2 separate regions of the Hordeum vulgare genome follow, and region 2 is linked to region 1. A link is a contact called in public Hi-C data. All regions are on one chromosome and are shown on one strand. Each heading gives the region's core, a stretch centred on a gene start, on an enhancer-like site or on the middle of the called end of the contact. The rest is flanking DNA. Distances are from core to core; before and after follow the strand shown.

Region 1 (4,973 bases), core at 1,545-4,044:
ATGGATCACCAAGGCCAAGAAATGGTGTGGAGACTGTCCCTAATTCAGCGCGGGTGGAAACATTGTGAGACAGAGTGGGGCATGAAAAAACAATCAATTTTGGCGGTCATCGACAAGAGAAAGAGAACCCTATCGAGTGGGAACATGTATGGGCTTGGCAATATCTTCAAAAATGTACCACAATTTCTGGAAAGAAGATTTTTTTTTTTGCTCAAAAACAGCAAGATTTTCCATCTCTTGCCGTATAAAGTTGCCTAGAAATGTTTGCTTGCCACCCCTCCCAGCTGACGTTCATGGATTACCATCACTGTTTTTTAAATGTAGTGCGGAGTGCGGACGATGTCATACTCACCGCGGTCCATTTAACTCTAGCAGCGCGATCGCGCACTCTGCCCACCTTGTTGTTTATTGGTATGTACCCCCTCCGTTCCTAAATATAAGACCTTTTAGAGATTTCAATACGGACTACATACAGAGCAAAATGAACGAATCCATACTTTAAAGGATGTCTATATATATCCGTATGTAGTCCGTAGTAAAATCTCTAAAATGTTTTATATTTAGAAACGGAGGGAGTATATTCATTAGATAGCAAGAGTAGTCCAATGTACTGAGTGTGGATTTTTGCTTTCGGGCTCCATGAAGCCCTTTATTTCCAAACATAAAAAAATCAATCTTTTTAGTTTAATAAAATGTGGAAACAAATACACAATTATTTATAGATGTATACTAGATATGTGTGAAATTTCATCACAAAATATGTTTTTATGTGGCATGTACAAAAACAAATCATGTGATTCTATAGTGAATAGTATATATGGCAGAAATACGTGATTTTATCATAAGAAAATATTCCCTCCGTTCCAAAAATTTTGTCTTAGGTTTATCTAGAAATGAATGTATCAAAATACTAAAATGTGACTAGATACGGGATGTGGATTTTTGGCTCCCGGAAGCATCTGCTCCCTAATGAACAGTAAAATCAAAATAAATAATAAATATGTTCCAAAAATTCTGAATTTTTTTATAGATGTTCATATTAGTGTGACAAGTGTGCTTGCCAGATTTCATGCCATATGGGATAGCGGTGCTTCGTTGGTGAAAAAAACAAAATTAAGTGTAACATTTGGAGGTAAAAGTTGTCGACTTGTTCATTTTGCACAGGCCAAAATACTTAAGTTTCTGACCTGTAAATTTGTATCTGCCATTTGAGTGTGACAACCAACACATCTTTTAAAAAAAAAATCAACATTTGTAAAACACATTTTGAACATGCAGGATCATATGCTCCCAAGAGCCAAAATGAATATCCGCTAGATACATTCATATCTAGATAAATCTAAGATAAGAATTTTAAAACGGAGGAAGTAGTAGCTTGCATAGAAAAGTATTTTGTCATGAAACTTCCCAAACAAGTACTACGGAGTAGTAAATATGCATATGTATATGTGTGTTTTTTTCAGGTTTTTTAAACTAAAAAAATTCTAAAGCTTTCAAATAAAATGCTCCATAGAAATCGAGCTGCATTAGGCATTCCCGAATGTACCGTCAAAGAAATAAAAACTTAACCACATATAGCTTTTGAGCTGCAGTTCGTCACCTTGCAAGATGGAGTGGTAGATTATGAGATGGCCAGAGCAAAGAATCCATTCCATTAACAGAAATCACAGTCTCTTATTTATTTATTTTACGGGTAAGGATAATCACAGTCTTAAATACATCCCGAGCCTAACCTATACTGTAGTACTGTATATACATATGTCACACTGTACACTTGTTCCCGGTCCCCCTCGAGGCTGGATTATACAGTATAGCTTAGGTAAAGGGAGATGCCGATTGACTACCTGCCGCCGATGTTTTCGCACACGTCTCTCTGGGTATCACCTTGTACGGTCACTGTCAAGGTTCCTCCTACACCAAGGAACGTCGGTTGCGGCGGCTCCGACGACGACTGCGCAGCCGCCTCCGCCTTGCCCTGGGACTGCTCCGCCTCTGCCCGGCAGAGAGGGCACGACGTCCTGGTGCGCAGCCACGCGTCGACGCACTCTACGTGGAATACGTGCCCGCAGTTGGGCAGCTGCCGCACCGTGTCTCCGTCCACGAGCTCCGACAGGCACACGGCGCAGTCAGCCCCCGCGGCGCTCGTGGACCCGGCCTCCTTCCTGTACACGGTGACTGGGAGCGCGGAGAGCGCGGACGCGTTCAGCCCGTGCCGCCGGCTGCCGATCCTTCCGAAGGAGTTGATGGACCGGAAGATGCCAGCGGCGAGGCCGCCGGTGCCGCGGCCTCCGCCTCGGCCAGACCGGTACACCAGCACGTAGAGCAGGACGCGCATGGTGACGATGGCGACGGTGACCCCGAAGAGGACGAAGACGACGGTGAGCGCGACGCGCCCAGTGAAGCTGTAGTTCAGCTGCCGCTCGTATGGATCCCCGGCGCCTTCCGGCGTGGCCGGCGCGCCAGCCATGGTGGTGCTCTCTGACATGGCACTGATCGACAAGCTTAGTAGGAAAGGCTCGCCTACTAACAAAGAGACAGAACGGAAGAAAGAGATAGAAGAAGGCAGCGGTGTCAGGTTTAGCACCACTGATCAACTGCATGTGTGTTCTCTCACAGCTTAATTAGCTTGGGTAGGACACTGCTCGGGTCAACGAGTGGTGTCAATGTCGTGTACAATAGGATTGCGAGGCTGACATGTGGGGTGACGAGAACTATTGCAAATCACACGCAAATTGCTCACTGGGCGAGAAGAGAACGTGGAGATGTGGATTTCATCAGCGTGGTTTGAATAGGGATACCTGAGCTTTCGGTCTACACAAGACTTCTCTGTCGTGTAATTTTGTAATAGGAAGTCTACAGGCGAAAGGCAAGACGAAACTTCGAGGAATTGAGCAACCAAGGCAAAATCGTTGACTTGCAAACCAGAGAACATAAAATTCTTGAAGACTCGTCGGAGTTGAGAATGGGAATTTCATCAAATAAAACAGAGCCCTAACGGTGCTGCAAAACGACTGCCGGAAGCTCGGAATCGGAACTGTGCATGGAGGTTCTAGGTATGGATGAATCTAAAGTGGTGAAGAATATTTGAAGTTTATTGGAATTGTGTCTAGTATTTTATAGATTAGAGTTGGAATTGCGTCTAGATGGTGTATATACAACAGAAAGAGAACAGTTGAGAAAAATATTATTAGACTACATAAACTGTTAAACTAGGAAAAAGATCAAAGTCAGCCGGCCGATTACGCGTACACTTTCACCACGTACACAGCCGTCAGATACGAGTTTAATTAACCAACGCTCAATCAGTTAAGACCTTCACGACTAGACGCGCGTATCTCTGTCACTTACAGTTTTTCTGTAACATTATCTGTGTTACAGAAGTCCTTCAGTAACAACATTTATGTTGCAAAAAAGTTAAGACAAAAAAGTTCTCTAACATAGAACATCATCTATGTTACAGAAGTCCATTTGTAACAACATCCGTGTTGGCTAAAAGTTAAGACAAAAAAAATTTATAACATCATTTGTGTTATAAAAGTCCTTCCACAATGGAAATCATGTTTCAAAAGAGTTCTGACAAAAAAAACTGTTTAACAAAACCGTTGTTACAAATGTTTCTACAGCACAAGGTCTGTTACAATGGTGAGGACGAGTCGGGGCGCTGGATGGCCTCAGTCAACTGGATGCGGAGGCGACGGATCTTTTGAATAGATCCATCGACCGACACGCAGCTTCATCTATTAAACTATTGCACTTGAGAAAAAGATAATTAAACTCACACAGGGAGGGAAGTAGAGGTGCATAATGTGTTTGACCCGAAATGATGTAATATGCTCAATCACGTTTCAAAGAAAATATGTTCAATCACAACAAGACGCCGGAAAATGGCCGAAGCAGCCCAAACTTACCCTAAGTCGGCCTTTCCCCGACGAAAAAACAGTTCAACATGTGGCTTGCCAATGAATCAAACTGTGTAAATCGTCACCGTGGCTATTTCTTGGGGAGCTCCTATCGGACGCTTCATGGGAGCTCCTATGCAGCGCTGCAGGTGCCCGTGCTGCTAGCATAGGCCGCCTCACTAAAGTGTTGTCCTGTTATTTTTTGATTTTCTAATTTTTTATGAAAAATTATAAAATCAAAAAAGGTTTACATATTTAAAGAAAAAAAATTATCCATATAAAAAAAATCATATCTTTGAAAAAGGTTCATCAATTTTGAAAAAAGTTCAATGAAAATGAAAAAAGTCCACCCCATTTAGGAAAAGTTCATTAATTTTTCTAAAAATTCAACAAATTTGTAAAAATTTCATAAATATTGGAAAAACGTTCATGTATTTTTTGAAAAAGTTAATTGAAATGAAAAAAGTACATAAATCTATAAAAAAATCCATCTATTTTCAAAAAGATGTTCATAAAATTTCAAAAAGTTTATCAATATGCAAAAAAAGTCATCAATATTAAAAAGTCTTCGTTGAAATTTAAATAAAATTCATCCATATTCAAATAAGTTTATAAATGTTTTTAACAAAGACGTCACAAGCACCTAGATATGGCGGCCCGGTATGAACGCCACCGGCGCCAGTTAACCAAAACGCACATTAACTGGCGCCTGTGACGGCAAATAGAAAATGTCGCGCTTCAGGTACTAAAACTCCTCCGTGGCACTTAGCTGGGCCGGGCCATGAAAAACACAGAGCAGTGAATGCAAAAAACAATAAAAAATATAGATCTTTACATGTCTTGAACTCACACACTTGGAGTTCATGTACGAGTACCACTAGCCAATCGAACTATCTGCAGTTTGTGCTTATTAACATCTGCAAAAGTGTAGTAACCATTTTCGTCGCGCTATATTTTAGCACAAAACCATCTATTCATCGCTAAATTGTTTTCAATTATTTGTGGAAAAACGTGAATTTGAAACTTGTTCGTATATTTTGAAAAGAATAATCAATGAATTTGAAAAGGTTCATC
Region 2 (4,569 bases), core at 278-2,777, 220 kb before region 1:
GCATTTGTTATTGTTCGTTGTTGAGTTAAAGGAAGGAAACAGAGACCGGCATACTTTCAGACCGGCCGTTGTAGTTCTGTATTCCCTCTACAAATCTAGGCACATCTTGGGAACCAGGCTCTCCTCAATCTGAAGCTTGCTCAACATGTAGTCTGCGATTTGGAAATTCCAATTTGCAATTATGTGAACACGCAAATTCTGTAGCACGAAAACTGAGGATTGGTGTAGGTTTATTATTGCTACTGACCTTGTATGTTCTTGTGGCAGGCTAAGTTGATTCCTAAGCTCAGTGGGTAGAGGGTGTCATCCATGTCTAAAGAAACAATCGAAGAAGAGATCAAATAACAAAGTTGATCGAAATATACTATGTAGTACAATGACGAGCCGTCAGTTATAGACGGACGTACCAAACAGCAGGCAGTAAAATTTGGCTCCGTTGGCGTAGGATTCTATCTTCACAGGTTGGTCAGTGCATGTAACTGTCGCAAACGAAAAAAAATGTTAGTGAAAGAACGACAAAATTGGGGGACTTGCTGAATACTAATGCACTCTTCTGTGGCTAGATGCTCGTATTTTCGTTTCAGAATGGTCAATTTCTTCGGAACTGTTCTAGCAACCGTTCATGTTTATTTCCCACCACTTGCACCACTTCAATCAGCATTGGTACTAAGAACAGAGTTTGTCCCGACAGAGACCGGCAGCTTGAGAAAAGAAATGATGGAATAACCCTGACCGGAACTCAGATGAAACAACAGAGGCAAACCAAACGGATCACTAGCATGCCAGTGACCAAACGAATTTGTACTATAAGAAGGAGACGGGAAGATGGAGGCAAACACAGCAACGGAGACAAGCAACTCTCGCATGCAACACTTAGAAGAGATTTGACCAGCATAGAACAGTAACCGGTGAACAGAGGAAATACTAGTAGCGGTAATGCATACCCCAAAAAAATCCTGTGAAAACAAGCACCCACCGTTGCACGCACTGCACGGGACCATGGCCGGCCGGCTGGCCGGTCAATCAGCAGGCGCAGGCGAGGCCCCGTGCAAGGGAGGGGAGGGGAGGGGAGAGGCCGGAGCATCGCGTCCTCTGCGGTCCTCCTCTGACGCTGGACTGGACAACGTAGTGGAGCCCGTGGCGCATCCACGGAGGCAGACGAGGCCGCACGATGAGGCGCGGATCAAGCTTGATGACGATGCATATTCGGAAGGCCTGATGTGGCCGTGGCGGAACTGGTGCGGATCCGGAAGACCTCGTCGGCGCGGTGGTAGGGGAGTTGGTGGAAGGGAGCGGCCGAAGGTGGTGGTGGTGTGGAGGGGGAGGAAGGAGCCGAGGCTCGATCTGGTCGGCCGGCTGGAGTTAGCGTAGGTGGTGGAGAAGATGGGCGACAAAGGTGGGGGAGAGGGAGGGTGCAGACCGGCGGCGAGGGGAGAGGAAGGTGGGTGGCGGATTTGGATCGAGGAGCCGTGGTGGGAGGCGGCAGCAAGGAGAGAGGGAGGTGGTTGGCGGATCTGGATCGGGGAGAGGGCTAGGGTTTGTGTGCGAGAGAGAGAGAGAGGGATGTATGGATGTGGATGGAGAGATGGATGGATGGATGAACGTCATGTCATCGATCCATGCCACAACCAATTCCACCAATCAGAATAAAGCATATGCAATTCTATTTTTTCTATTGATTTGCTTCTACTTTTTCAGATGATAAAATCCAAATATGATCTTTTGGAGTAGAGAAGCTTGCATCTTGGAATTACAAACAATGTTGCCAAATGTACTTTTCATTTTCTTTGCAGGAAGAATCCATTTCCATTTTTCGAGTGTCCAAATTGAGTTTTTTTGTGAAGGACCTACCAAATATTTGTTGCAAAATTGGACCAAATTATTTTTCTAAACTTTGGAGTCTTATTAAATGTACAGTTGACCAAATGGTTTGGTGTCAAAAGCTTTCGATCCACCTCTCGTGAAAAAGACAAATTTCCTTTGATTTAGTTGGAAGCAGGTCAAATTTGAACTACAACTACTTGATAGATTGCTCTTTAATTTTCCCAAAATAATTTCTAGGTACATAATTATCTATTTAATCAGAGAAACACCAAAATATTTGCAAAAATCAAGCCCTAGCTATGAACGGTCATACCCGCCGTTTGGACCGCATTTTGAAATGGGCATGAAAAATTACAAAAAATAAATAAATTGGAAAACCTTCGCATTGTGTCATCATATGTGACCAAGTTACCACCTAAAATAATATACTTGCAATATGGCAATTATTTTGGAAAAGTGTTCTTAGAAATGGGCTATCATGTGTGATGATTCATGGCTTTCAAGCCAAATGATCAATCTTATGGTCATATTCATGGCATAGTTTGTTAAAATGATCTTATATTGTGCACAAGGATGCGTATTGGAATGGCAAACAATGTTGCCTAAGAAAGTTTTCATTTTCTTTGGACGGAAAATTCATTTTCCACTTTTCGAGTACCCCAAATGAGTTTTTTTAAGGACCTACCATATATTTGTTGCAAAATTGGACTAAATCATTTTTCTAACATACTAGGACATATTTAATGTACAACTAAACAAATGGTTGGGTGTTAAAGACTTTTATCGACCTCTCGTGAAAAAGACAAATTTTCGTTGAATCAGTTGGAAGCGGGTCAAATTTGAACTCCAACTACATTATAGTTTTCTCTTTATTTTTCCCAAAAATCAATTCTAGGTACACAAGTATCTATTTAATGAGAGAAAAACCAAAATATTTCCAAGATTCAACCACTAGGTAGGAATGGTCATACCCGTTGTTTTGACCGCATTTTGAAATGGCCATGAAAAATTTAAAAAAATGGAAAACAATTGCATTGTGTCATTATATGTGACAAAGTTACCAGGAAAAATAATAAACTTGTAATACGACAATTATTTTTAAAAAGTGTTCTTAGAAATGGGCTATCATGTGTGATGATTCATGGCTTTCAAGCCAAATGATCAATCTTATGGCCACATTCATGACATAGTTTGTTGAAATGATATAATATTATGCACAAGGGTGCATATTGCAATGGAAAACAATGTTGATTAAGGAAGTTTTCATTTTCCTTGTATGTAAAAATCATTTTCCATTTTTCATGTTTTCAAAATATATTTTTTTGTGAAGGACCTACCATATATTTGTTTTAAAATTGGACCAAATCACTTTTCTAAAATACTAGGTCATATTTAATGTACAATTGACAAAATGTTTGGGTGTTAAAAGCATTTATCCACCTCTCGTGAAAAAAGATAAATTTATGTCGATTCAGTTGGACGCGGGTTAAATTTGAACTGAAGGTGCATTATGGTTTGCTCTGTATTTTTCCCAAAAATAATTTATAGGTACATAAGTATATATTTAATCATAAATACATGGTTTGGTGGCTTGACGTCGAGGTTTGGATGGTGGTCGAGTGCCCCAACTCCAGAGCGCGTGAACTTGCATGCCAGTCGCATAGTCACCGCCTGACCGTTGTGTTGCCATGCGTTCTGGGTGGAATAGGCATGTATGGTGGGTTGGTCAATCCCTCGGTAGGTGTTAGGAAGAAGAATACAATAGAAGAATCTCAGGAGGAGACTGAACTAAGCTCAAACATGAATTATCAGGCAAGTGTTTGATTAGCGGTGTGGGTAAGGCACATAGACAATGGGCCTAAATTTTGGCTGAGGATGATCATCTACTAAGGAGACTCTCTTGGCAATTTTTTAGCTAAAATGGATGAACCTAGGTGGCACTTGCTTTGCAAAGTAACACACTGTGCAGAAATATGGATGTTGAAGCTGGGATCAAATGAACGAATGGATTGAGGTGCAATTGGGTGTATGATGTTAATTTGGGCATATGAAGTCACTGTAAAAAAATTATACCATTTGGACATGCCAAAGTGACACTTCCTTCACAATGTGCCAATCTGGACAGAAAATGGTAATTGAAACTGGGCTCACATAGATGATTGGATTGAGATGAAATTTGGAGGAGGATGATAATTTGGGCACATTAAGGCATTGTAAAAATTTCATAAAATTTGGATAAACAAAAATTATACTTCCTTCACAATGCTCTCTACTAAACAAAATATTGGGAAAAATATTGAGGGAAACTGACTGAATAAAATGAGCTAAAATTGGGTGGAATGAGGTTATATGGTAAGTTTCATTCTGTGGTAAATTTTCATCAACTATAAAGCAATATAAAATGTAGTTGCTTCACAAAATGAAAATATTACCAGAAACAAAGATTGGATGATGAGCTCACATGGTTGTTAGATGAGGCTAAAATTTTGTGGAGAGCTATGTTTTGGGCACATAGAAGATGTCGAAAAAATTCAACTCATTAGGATATTCCTATCTAGTACTTCCTTCACAAAGCTATTAGCTAAACACAAATTTTGGAAATTTGTTGACAAAGATTTACTTGGCAAATGGTTACGAAAGTTTTCATGAGGCAATGATTTGGATAGGAAAGAGTGCCCAAAAATATGAGGGTAATCAAAGAAATATAAATAGCACTTCCTTCAAAAAGTGCTATTCCGAACAGAA

The links. Hi-C and Micro-C count contacts between places; a contact is called where the count stands out from the background.
Region 2: a contact with region 1 is called in a Hi-C map of leaf, with 5 times the contacts expected there. The contact joins the enhancer-like site here to the promoter of LOC123439624 in region 1. A contact is called at or near these places in 1 of 6 Hi-C or Micro-C datasets (leaf) and 1 of 1 datasets of contacts at active chromatin or transcription factors (embryo).

What each region holds. Positions count from the first base shown.
Region 1 is chr3H:107,086,882-107,091,854 of MorexV3_pseudomolecules_assembly, reverse strand. LOC123439624 (RING-H2 finger protein ATL74-like) reads right to left here and starts at 2,794. Exons shown (of 1, transcript XM_045116315.1): 1 at 1,655-2,794. The coding sequence starts at 2,485. The coding sequence ends at 1,841.
Region 2 is chr3H:107,310,644-107,315,212 of MorexV3_pseudomolecules_assembly, reverse strand. No RefSeq gene overlaps it. Among protein-coding and RNA genes, the nearest start is that of LOC123439625, 34 kb to the left of the region's middle. Within about 2 kb of position 1,527, at least 2 of the 3 cell types and tissues checked have open chromatin away from gene starts, as enhancers often do. A contact at or near this core is called in leaf, where this site is marked.